Regions from separate parts of the Mus musculus genome. Here region 2 is linked to region 1. A link is a contact called in public Hi-C data. All regions are on one chromosome and are shown on one strand. Each heading gives the region's core, a stretch centred on a gene start, on an enhancer-like site or on the middle of the called end of the contact. The rest is flanking DNA. Distances are from core to core; before and after follow the strand shown.

Evidence for each region. A called contact is a pair of places that touch in the nucleus more often than the background predicts.
Region 2: a contact with region 1 is called in a Hi-C map of uterus, with 8 times the contacts expected there. The contact joins the enhancer-like site here to the promoter of Igfbp3 in region 1. A contact is called at or near these places in 4 of 39 promoter capture datasets (cranial neural crest, embryonic stem cells, hippocampal neurons and 1 more), 1 of 15 datasets of contacts at CTCF or cohesin (embryonic stem cells), 7 of 484 Hi-C or Micro-C datasets (adipose-derived mesenchymal stem cells, embryonic stem cells and uterus), 5 of 115 datasets of contacts at active chromatin or transcription factors (cardiomyocytes, embryonic stem cells, neural tube and 1 more) and 1 of 9 other capture datasets (adipose tissue).

Annotation. Positions count from the first base shown.
Region 1 is chr11:7,210,432-7,216,312 of GRCm38.p6, forward strand. It overlaps Igfbp3 (insulin-like growth factor binding protein 3), which reads right to left and starts at 3,492. Exons shown (of 5, transcript NM_008343.2): 1 at 2,954-3,492. The coding sequence starts at 3,359.
Region 2 is chr11:7,623,182-7,629,062 of GRCm38.p6, forward strand. No RefSeq gene overlaps it. Among named protein-coding and RNA genes, the nearest start is that of Gm36720, 200 kb to the left of the region's middle. Within about 2 kb of position 2,295, at least 7 of the 459 cell types and tissues checked have an H3K27ac peak or open chromatin away from gene starts, as enhancers often do. A contact at or near this core is called in adipose tissue and uterus, where this site is marked.

The DNA.
Region 1 (5,881 bases), core at 2,242-4,741:
CAATTTGAAAGTCACTCTGTGGAATGTGTTTATGAGACAGCTAGCTCCAAGCCCTTCCATAGAGGAGAAAGCAGCAGGCTCCGCCTGCTACCAGCAGGGGGCAGTCACGCCCCATGGGATGCTGCTGTGAAGCTGACCAGAAAACAGGACTCCAAATGTGCTTCAGCCCTGGGCACAGCTGTTGGGAGGTGGGGGTGGGGGTGGTGAGGGGTGTGTGGGAAAAGTATATTTCATTCTCTACCCATTGTCAACAGCACACCGTTCTGGGGATTCTGTCATCCGCCTGCTCTGGTTTCATGTTAAATATCTCACTTCTGGGACCCATAAGCAGGCATGCTAGAGAAGTTTATTTCTGAGGAGCTTGTACATCTTTCAACTTCAAGGTCCATGTGGAGTCTGTGTTTTGGGTGGGAGGGGCATCTTCTTGGGTGCACCCTCTCCCCCTTCAGCAGTGGAGCACACAGAATACAGATAGCACCAACGTATCACCCACAGCTTAGACCTCTAGGTGCTAAAGTGTATTCAATCCTTGAAGATGGGGAGAGGGGAGGCGGGAAGAAAAGCCTCCTAGCTTTCATAACCCAAGGTGCTAAGGGAGCCGGTCCTAACTGATAGGAACGCTGGAAGGTGAACAGATTAATTGAATCTAAGTATGTGACTAAATTTGTGGCTGACCACTCCATTTGCAGTAAGATATCCCCCCCGCCCCAGGGGGGACCCAAGGCCAGATAATTGGCCCCCAACTCTCAACTCTGAGCTTTACAGCTTTAGGTTTAAGCTTCAGATCATGACCATAGAATTCCTTCCCTCCTGACAAAGGGGCTTTAATAGCTTTCTGAGCATGGAGTCCCAGTTGGCATCTGGTTCTGAATTTATTCTGTCTGGGTGCAAAGTTCAGGGCCCCAGCTGGCCTCTCTTTTTTGATTTGGCCTCTCAGGAAATGCCAGGCTGAGGCATCCTGCCCACGAGGAAGCTCTGGGCCTCTGGCCAAGAGCTAATGCTTCGTTTGCTAGAAACCGTCGGAGGTCGCAGCTTCTCCCATCTCTCAGAGGAACTGGCGTGCAGGATCCCAGAAGGCCCTCTTGCCCAAGGAGCCTGAGTTTCTCATCTACCAAACGGCTCCCTGAGACTCGGCTGCAAACCCTCAATGACCTCTTGCCCCCGCAAGCAAAATTCCTCGGGTCTAGACTAGCACCTGGCGGAGGAGAGCCATGATTCAATTTGTAGACTTGGTTTCAATTTGCTTGAATCTTTGTGGGTTTTTTTTTTTTTGAAAGTACAGGGACAAAGGAAATGCTAATATGTAAATGATTGTATTTGTATTTATCTTCCAAGAAGCTGAGTAATTTCTTAAACGTCCCTTTTTTCCTTCTCTTTGTTCTCCTTAGATAGCTGACTACAATAGAACTATTAAATAGGGAATTGTGAATTGTGTCACAGAACTATATTTTTTCCTTCAATGGATATTGAAGCCTCCAAACTCTTTTGTAATTAAAGCTCACATCAATTTTTACTACAGTGTTCAATGGTGATTATTAATAGAGGTCATTAAGGCTTAACTCAAAATAGCAATGCTAGTATTTCTTAAGATTGCTTTTGGTATACCACAGAACGCACTAGAAGTTAAAGACACACAGGCAAATGGCATGATTTTGCCTTTGTCTGAGTCAGCGAAACAACTGGAATCTTGCTTTGCCAGGAATCCAATGCTTCTCGGGGATGAACATACCAGGACTTGCCTGTACCCGGGAGTGTAGGTCAGCAGCCACAGAAATCATAAAGAGACTCTCTACCCAGCTAGCCCTGGTCCTGGGGGCTCGATCTGCACCATCTGCCAGCCTGGTGTGGGAAACCGGAGAATTCTAGCCTTCAGATGTTCAGGGCAAGAACTTGACTCACATAACTAAGCGAGACTGGCTAGGAATGCTGGCCATTTAGAGCAACAGCTAAGAATGCTGGCCATTTAGAGCAACAGCTGCCAAATCCATTTAAATGTTTCTGTTTTGTTTTGTTTTTTCCTTAAAGGAACGAAGGATGCCCTTAGAGTGACTGCCTGCTTGGTAGGGCTTGCAGCAGGAGAGGTAACTGTTAAACGTTTGCATTTTTCTCATTGGCGCTGTCGCTGTCCCCACTGCTGCTGCTGCTGCACCTAGGTCGAATTAGAAAGAGTAACATTCCTGGGTCGTACTTCGCATTTCTAGTCTCTGCTTTGGCAGGGAACCGGCCTGAGTCTGCATCCTCTGCACCAAATGCAGTCTCTGAATCTGGAAGGCGCTGCTGCAGAGCATAGGATGGCGCCTATGGGGCCCGAACCGGGCTCAAACCTTTTTGCAGCTCCTGGTGACACTGAGCAGTTTTGAACTTTAGGTTTCACAGTTTCAAAGACACCAGTGCTCTTAATTTCATCTCGTTAGTTTTTGGATAAATTGGGACACAATCCTGCGTTGCCAATTAGCCCGTGCAAATGATAGGATGTTTCAAGACAGGTACTGTTTCCAACAGCGTGGCTGCCTGCAAATACCTTCATGGTCCGGATCCAACCCGGGATTCCTACACTCAAGCTTCCCTGGGATAGACGCGCTCCTTCCCAATTTATGAGGAATGAAAACCCAGGTCAACAGCTGGGTTACACAGACCTAAACCTGGGTATCCCCGCTCAGCGAGGAGACTCTCCAGTGACTGGGATCTGTCCACTGGCAGTCTCCCTTGCTACCCGCTCGTCCTGGCACTGAATTCTACCTATTTTCACAGAGCGCATTTTGCAACTTATAAGAAAAGCTGTACTTTGAGAACCAAGCAAGAGGAAAAATGGGTTCAGTGCCTCACTCCGCCTCCCAGGGTCCATTTTCCAACCTTCAATATGAGCCAAGACAAACATCTGAAGATACACTCCCTGCCACCCTCGTCGGGTCCCAGGGAGTTGCGCGTGGCGCACGTGGCAGGGACAGCTTACCTGGAGCAGGTTGGGAGGGGAGGTAGGTGCTTAGGCTGCCTGCAGCGCTGGCGTTGGCGCAGAACCCGCGGCCATTCAGCAGCGCCCTCAGCGGGTACTGCTCCGCGGGCCGCGGCTGGCAGCGGAGGCCGGTGCCACAGCGCTCCGTGTAGACGCCGCACGCGTCGCCTTCGCGCAGCGCGCAAGTCAGGCAGCAGCCGCAGCCGGGCTCTCGCACCAGCTCCGTGCACGCGGGCGCGGTGGGCGGAGGCGCGCACTGGGACAGCGCACGCGCGTCGCACGGTTCGCAGCGCACCACGGGGCCCGCGCCCACCGCGCCCGCGCCAGCTCGCGCCACCGGCGGTCCGCGGAGCAGAGTGAGGGCAGTGAGCGCAGCCGCCCAGAGCGCGGGGCGCGCGGGATGCATGGCGCCGGGTGGACGGCTCGGTGGAGGGGAGCGGAGTGGAGCACGCGGGATGAGGCGGCGGGATGAGGCGGCGGGATGGGAGCAGCGAGCAAGCAGGTCCTCAGCGCCCAGTCGCCGCTCTAAGCTCGCATCTGGGCAGCCCGGGCGCGCAGGCCGATATATAGAAGCCGGGGTGGCGGAGGACACGCCCCGGAACGGCGAGGGTGGGGGGTGGGCCGGCGCAGGCTCCGCTCCGGGGCCCGCGCCTCCCGACGAAGCGGGAACGAGGACGGGGGCGCGCTGCGCGCGTCTTCACCGGGCACCTGCTCTCTGTGCGCACGCCCTGTATCAGGGCCACCTCTTCACGGGTAACCACAGGCGCTCCAGGCCACCTTGCGTCTCTAGAGTCCCAGCCACTCCAGGGACTCTGGTCTTCTCTTCCTTCAATGACTCCCAGCCAATTTGGCGTCCCGGACCCTATAGCCCCTCCCCCTGGATGGCTGGCTAAGCTGGCCTTTCCAGGGATGGTTTATGTTTGGGAAGCTGGCCCGGACCCATTCAGCGCCTGTGTACTTTGTAAAGTTCCCGCAATGGAATTCCTCGTGTAGGGTATGCTGTATTAGGCATTTCCCAGCGAGAACGCGCAGATCACTTTGAGGTCTGGAGAACCTTAGAGCTCGAGGTTTAAATCTGCACCACGGGCCACTTTAGCTCCCAGAGTCTCAGCACCGCACAACCTCACGCTGACAGCTATGGGCGCAAAGGATTTGCTTTTCAAGGAGGTAGGGACTCAAAATACTCAAATACGTCGTTGCACTTTCCCAGATAGGAGTGAGGACAGTTTTTTTCTTTTTAAAGATGAGAAGTTCCTCTAGTTCTTGTTTGGGAGAATCTTTTTAGCGGACGCATCTGCGTTAAAATAACTACTGAGACACTGAAGCATGCATGATTAGTAGCCAAGCAGCCCTTAAAATGAATACTGTTCACAACGAGTTTTAGTCATCGTTGGACCCCTATACCAACTTCTGATGTGCTCCAGTGCAGACTGGAGTTCTTGCTAATCCGTTCATTCTGACTTGAAATCCAGGCGCAATAGCGCAGCTATTGAGTTCTTTTGTACGAGTCTCTCCAAAGTCTGCACGCTCCTCCTATAGGTGACCAACAGAGGACGCTGGTGGTCCAGAATTGAATCGACAGACTTCGCGGTTTATTTATTTATTTAAAACAATTCGTGGATGAGTGGTGGGAACTTGAGAGACCGACTTGGAAGGAGACTTTCCTGGATACTCTTGAGTTGTTTACCATAGGCTGGGGAGATTGTCTTTGGGGAGATCTGTGCAATTTTATGCAGGAAGCAAATTAAGACGACTTCCCCCACATATCCCTCCGTCTATCATGTATATCTTATCTGGTGAAGTGGACATTCATCCACCCGTGTGTCTTTACATCTCCCTGTATCTGTGGCTCTCTCTACAAATTTATATCCCCTTTAAAAAAATTATGTCTTAATTTTAGTAAAATTTAGTTCTCCCTTATTTGATACTATAAATAAGAATGATAAAATTTTGGACCTTTACAAAGAAAAAAATATGAGACCCGTGAAGGCCAGAGCTGCCAAGACACAGCACCCCCAGTTTTTGCATTATTCCTTCCTCATAGAGTTTAGGTCGTGGCTAGAGTTAACACAGTCTACCAGAAAGTGTCCCAGTTGTTCCTTCTTTTTTCCCTATGTACTAACGCTGAAGAACAGGGCCTCTGACTTCATTGGAAAATTGAAAGAAAAAAATCCCCTAGGGTTACACTTGTTCTTTAAATAACCACAGAGACCTTGACTCCAAAATTAGAACAAGGTTTAGTATCAAAAGTGATTCTAGATGTGGCAGGCCTTCTCTCTGTTCGATACAATGTTACCCACAGAAGCAGTCCAGCACTTTTACCCAGATTTATCATCAGGCAAGGAGACAGGGGACGCCTAGAGTGAATGGCTTCTTGGAAAAGAGAAATCAACTTGGTTCTCTTCACAATAAACTGAGTTCTTCCATTCTTCCTTTGCAGTTTGAGAAATGGGCGCTTGCTCCACCCGGGACTCCTAGGGGGCGCCAAAGCGCCAGGCCTCCACCCGAGTTTACTGGCATCTTCGAGATTGCACAGGATTGGTTAAGTGTTTTATATCGACTGTCATCTCATTTATCATGAAATCTTGCACCAGCCAAGTACATCCATGGCACTGACATGAGGGGAATTTTGTTTTAACCTTTAGCTGTTTTCTTTTGACAAAACTTCAGGGCACCCTTTCCCTCCACCCAAATGATTATTTCAAGAAGGATTTGGATGGGAGAAAATGTAATTTTATGTTGACATGCTGGCTAATTATGTCAAACTTTAAAACTGGTGTTTGTGGTTATGAGTGTAGCATGTACAGAGATGTGTTGCTCCCCTGGGATGGTACTGGGCATTCAACTGTGAATAATGAGAGTGGGCAGGAATCTCACCTTTGTCTACCATATCGGTCTTTCCTCTTCTGCTCAGGGCTGGCCAAGCAA
Region 2 (5,881 bases), core at 1,045-3,544, 410 kb after region 1:
AGGAGGAGAGCATCAGCTGGGTCCTGCAGGGTGAAGAGAGTCCTTGGCTTGTTCTGCAGGTGGCTTGGCTTGGTAGAGAATGTGGCTGGGAGCATTGAGAGGCTTTCTGTGGGAGCCTAGGCAGCCTGCTCTTTAGAGGAAGACCTGCTCCATTGCTCCCCACAAGGATCTTGACGAAAGGAGAAAGTCCATGGCTTTAAGGCATTTATTGTCATGGTGGAAAGTTGTGAAGAGTGAAACTGTACCCCCCTTTCTCAGGGCAGGCCTGAGGTTAAATACTTTTGCAGGGAGGAGTGTCTGAGGAGAGCTTAATTTGCTAAGCCCTTCAGGCCTTAGGTACCTCATTAAAATGGAGATCTGTCTTGAGGATATGTGATCTGTGGTCATGTCCTCTACCTGTGGAGGGGTTTGGGGCATTGCTCTACATGACTGATGGCCACAGAATTATGGAGAGCTGAGACCTCGTGTCAGGAGCCTGGTGTTCAGGAGTGTGGCAAAATGCCTACCATCCCTTGTCGGGTCTCTGGGGTTTCAAACATAGCTCAACCAGAAACCAGGCTGCCTTTAATGGTCTCACACGCCTGCCTTTGTTATTCCTAAACTTCTGATGGTATCTGGCAATCTTCAACTTTCTTCCCGAAATTCAATCACTGTCCGAGTGTCATTGCACATTGGATAATAATCAGAAATAAAGATCGATAAAGATTAAATCTCTTTTCCTGTCCTGTATTTGGAAGAACTGAACTCTACCATGTAATGGTATATTTTAATTGATAGTTAATAAAATCCATCTAACCCTGAAGCAACAAAGACTGGTTACAACATTCTACTCTAACAGCTGGCCCTCTCCTTTCCATGCTCCACCTCAGTGAGCCATCTCCTCACCAACTCTGCCGGAGTCACCTGTGCCTCTCTTCTCTTGGGGCATCCTTAAACTAACCAGCTTTATCAGGATGTGGCCTTTCTATGGAGTTGAGTAGACCCAAGCCTGATTTGGGTAGAGAGCAGTCACACTCCTGTTGTGCTCTCTGAAAGCTTTTTGGGGTATAGGCAAGAATCTACCATCCCTCCTCTGGCTCGGGAACCCACAGGCTATCCCAACACTCTCTTGTGGTATCTTTACCTATATATCTCTGTCTTACACTCAAGGAAAAGGAAAAGGGATTTTTTATTCATCTCTGTATCACTTGCTCTGACAACAGGAAATTTGAATCCAGATTGAACACTCAGCATTGAGAGAACCCTTCTTAGAGGAGCCCTGGTTGCCTTAGTCCCATGAGGCTCATAACAGCTGTTTTCTATACATAAAACTGAAGACTCTCAGGTAGCTTCACTTCTTCATGCAATAGCATCTCTCCTTTTTACCTCAAATTGCAATTTGAAAACTCCATGGCACAGTATTATCCCTTTCCCTTTATGTACAATAAATAGATAAGCAGTGGATATAACTCATGTGCCCCAGGGTAAATAAATGGATATGGGAGGTGTGCAGCTACTTTGTGGAGTATTGTTCAACCTTAAAGGAAAGGGAATTTTGACATATGATAAAAATGGGTGAACCTTAATATGTTATGTTAAGAGAGACAAGCTAGCCACAGGATACATGTTGTATGATTCCCTTCATATGAAGTACCAGTTGTCAAGTTCATGGAGACAGAAAGTGAGGCTCTGATTGCCAGCTACCGTGGAAGGGATTTAAGGAGTTATCATTTGAAAAGATCCAGTGTTTATTTGAAAGTTGATGAGCTCTGGAGCCTTCTGGGAGACCCGGCCACAGAGTGAGGACACACTGAATGTCACTGAGCCAGTCACATAGATGTAGCCCTGAAGTTAAGGGAGCTATACGATTCGAAGGTGGAGCTATATGCACAAAGTACACTCAATAGGAAAACAGTGATATGGATGGAGGAGGCAGGTGCTGAGAACACGTCATAAAAATCTGTAGTCACAGAGGGGTAGCTTTGTTCAGCTGTGTGCTATTGAACTGATGGCAAATAAGGTGGAAAATGTAGGCAAGGATGCCATCTGGGTGGGGGCTGATGCTTAACCTTATGTCTCTCCTGTTGGACTTACTGGAATGAGAACTCAGGCTGAGCCTTGGGGGTTGCATGCATTGTGTCTTGGAATATATCTGACAAGCAATCCAGCTCTTCCCTGTGGAAAGGAAAGCTGAGAAGTGGGTAAGATTGAAACCTCTTGGCTGGAGCTCAAGAGAGCACCTCTTTGCACACATTGGTGGAGAAGGGCTGCCAGCTGGATGCCGGGAGACACATGTGATATTGCTGGGCTTCCATTTCTGAGGCAATCCTGGCTTGCCTATGAAATGGAAACTTTGCAGCTTTGTTTTATTCGTGACTGTTGCAAGAGTTTCCACATTTGCCAATGGAAGCAATTGCCAGAAGTAAAACACACGAAGAGTGAAGAAGGATGCATCTCTTTCTCTCCTCTCACATGGGCAAACCATTAGAATGGAATCACCCTGACAGCTGACTGCTCAGGTGTTTGGTGGCTGCTGGATGGAGCATTTTCTTTTTCCTTTTCTTTTTAGTTAGTCATAAGGGAAATGAAATGTTCTCCATGTCTTAAGCCTGTGCAAAATTTATGGCTTAGGGACTTTTAACCGAGCTAGCATTCATTTGTCTTTGGCAGGAGGTACAAGTCTTCTTTAAAAGAAATGAGGTTATTTATCAGTGTGTCCACATGCTGAGCCAGGAGAGACAGGGTCACATGACATGATGCTGCCCGGCTGGACAGGGTGGTGTTCTAGTTTCATTTTGTTGTTGTAGTGATTATACATATATGTATGTGTGTGTATATATTTATATTATATATATATATATAAATATATATGCCTTTTATTATATATCTAATATATGCCACATATATGTGTATTATATATATATACTGATCAGTATATATACATATACTCTGATCAGAAGCAATTTAGGGAATAAAAGGTTCATTTTAGCTCACTATTTTAGGTTACAGTTCACTAGTGTCAGGAAGTCATAGTTGCAGGAACTCCCAAAAACTAGTCACCTAATAGCCATGTAAAGATTGTCGAGAAATAAATGCAGTTATCTTCCTTCACTCTTATACAATCTAGAGCCACAAATTAGAATTGTGCTACCAACTTTCAGGCTGGATCTTTCAACATCAAATAAGGCAGTGAAGCTCTCCCCCTCCCCGCCAGCCCCCACCCCTTACTCTCACTGCTGCCAGGCATGCCCATGGGTGAATCTCCTGTAGCAATCCTTCATTAAGGCTCTCTGCCTTTCTCAAGAGATTCTAGGTTGTGTTGCAAATTAAAGGAACCATCCAGGATGATCCTTGCTGTAAGGAAGGATCTTGGAGAAAAGGGAAGTTGTAAGATAGGGGGGTGGACTGAGGACGGTATGGGCAGAGATGGGTATAGCGGTTGGGTAGATGCAAAGTGGCAGTGGGGCTCCAGTTAAGGAGATAATCCGAGAACTGACAGGTTTCATGTTGGAGATGATCGTGATCACCAAGAAAAGTAATGTGGACTCATCATTAGACCCCACATTACCCTTGAACACTCAGCTGAAGTGTCCTGATTTGGGCAGACAATGTCAGTAGTCTTGTTTTATGAATACAGAAGAGAATACAAACAGTTGAAAGGTATAACAGTGGATTTTCCTTCCTTCATTCCTCCCTTCTTCTCTCCCTCCCTCCCTCCCTCCTCCCCTCCCTCCCTCCTCCCTCATTATTTTTCTTTCTCTTTCCTTTTGGAACAGGAACTCTTTTACTTCTGTCTATTCTGGAACTCATTATATAGACTAGGCTTCCTCTGAACTCACAGAGATCCACCTGCCTCTGACCATTTTGGTTATTGTGACTGTGTTTATTGTCTCTAGTGTGGTAGCTGAGCCTTTCTGTTAATTCATGAGTTTATGGGGTTATGGAAGGGAGAGATTTATGAAAAGGCAGAGCTAAACCTAGCAGGATAACCTTGGTGACTCACCAGTCCTCAAACTGTAGGCTAATCAGGCAATGCTCCTGGAGACCCATATTTACAAGTAGTATATTTTTGGACACACTTGGATAGCCCTCCCTTATAAATGTGGACATGTATGGCAGATTTTCTCCTTCGACACATCTTTTGTTCCTCATGGCTGCCACTCAGACAGGAATACAGTATGCAGATGTATATGACGATTTACTTAATTAAGGAAGTATGGCCTCAGCATGGATGCAGACCTGGAAATTACACATAACTGGGTGCTAGCTCTTACTGCTTGAATGAGCAGCCATGGGAAGCACATATAAGCACACATGCTCCCTAAAAGCAGAAGTATCACAGTTCTCTCTGAGAACTATGATCTCAGTCGCTATGGAGGAGAACAGCAAATCTTTTAGAGCATGTTTGCCTATTGGCAAATCTGGTGTGTACTACTAAAGAAAAATATCACTCTCCTGATTATCAAGAATTTTATTTTTTAAACATTGTATCCCTCCCCCCCTAAAAATTTTCTGTGGATGTACTTTGATAGAAACTGACTTGTACCTGAGAAGAAGGACTCTTCCACATCACCAGCATCCTTCACAGACTCTCATCCTTTTGTTTTTTTGTAGATCATCAATCTCACAAAACTGCAAAGTACTGATACATGCCAGTTTCCAAGATGCAGTCCCCACAGTCTACATCATCTCAATCTCCTGAATCTCCTGCCATCCTCTCCTCTGCTTTTTTTTTTTTTTTTTTTTTTTTTTTTTTTTTTTTGGTTTTTCGAGACAGAGTTTCCCTGTGTAGCCCTGGCTGTCCTGGAACTCACTCTGTAGACCAGGCTAACCTTGAACTCAGAAATCTGCCTGCGTCTGCCTCCCGAGTGCTGGGATTAAAGGCATGCACCACCATCGCCCGGCCTCTGCATTCTTAACACAGGATTGAGCAATGAAGCCAGACAACAGGGGCAAAGGCCCTGGGAGTCCAGAGCACTGACACTTCTGATATCACATGCACTGTTTTAAACAAATAACAAAGAAACAAACACCTTTTACATTTATTTGTTTGTGTTGGAAGGACAGTACATTTGCATGTCCTCCAAACATGCAGTTGGAGGTCAGAGGACATCTTGTAGGAATCGACCCTCTCCTTACACCATATAGCCCCTACAGATCCAACTCAGGTCTTCATACTTGGTTGCAAACCCCTTTACTCACTGAGCCATCTTGCTGGCCTACACACCGTTTTAAAACCTAAATATGCTCCTTTATTCAACTCCGCAGCAGTTTTTCTTACGTGCTATTCTTACTCCCGTTACATGGACCTGCAATTCAAACCAGAGGAGTTGCACCAGTTTCCCCATGTCAGGTCTTTTAAAAAAAGAAAAGAAAGAAAGAAAGAAAAAGGGAATCTCTGGTGAGTCCCCAAACCATGATGAGCTACAATACTCCATAGAGGTGAGATGGTTATTAGAGATGAGATTTAGAGATGGAGCTTACAATGTAGTGCTTGAAAGAAGCATTTATTTATTGGAGAGGCATATCTGGGAAGGGCAGAGGACCACTTGTGGATCCCATCCCTCTCCATTCACCATGTGGGTTCCGGAGGTCACACTTCTGTACTCAGTAGTGGCGGCCATTATCCACTGTACAGGCTTACAAAACTTATAATATATTATAACTCTGAGAGTTGTAGAAGAGATTATTACATATTTAAATTATTAATGAAGAAACTATGATCAAAACTCTTTTGATCCCTTGAACTGGGCCTTGGTGAGGCCCTGATGCACCTGTATGGATCTCCAGATCTGTTCTCAGGAAGACACAGAATGAACGCCTCAGCTTTAGCAGTCAGCAAGAAATCAAGGTGTATCTCTCTGGGATTTGGACTCAGAGAGCCTCTAGTGAGACTTCCCTC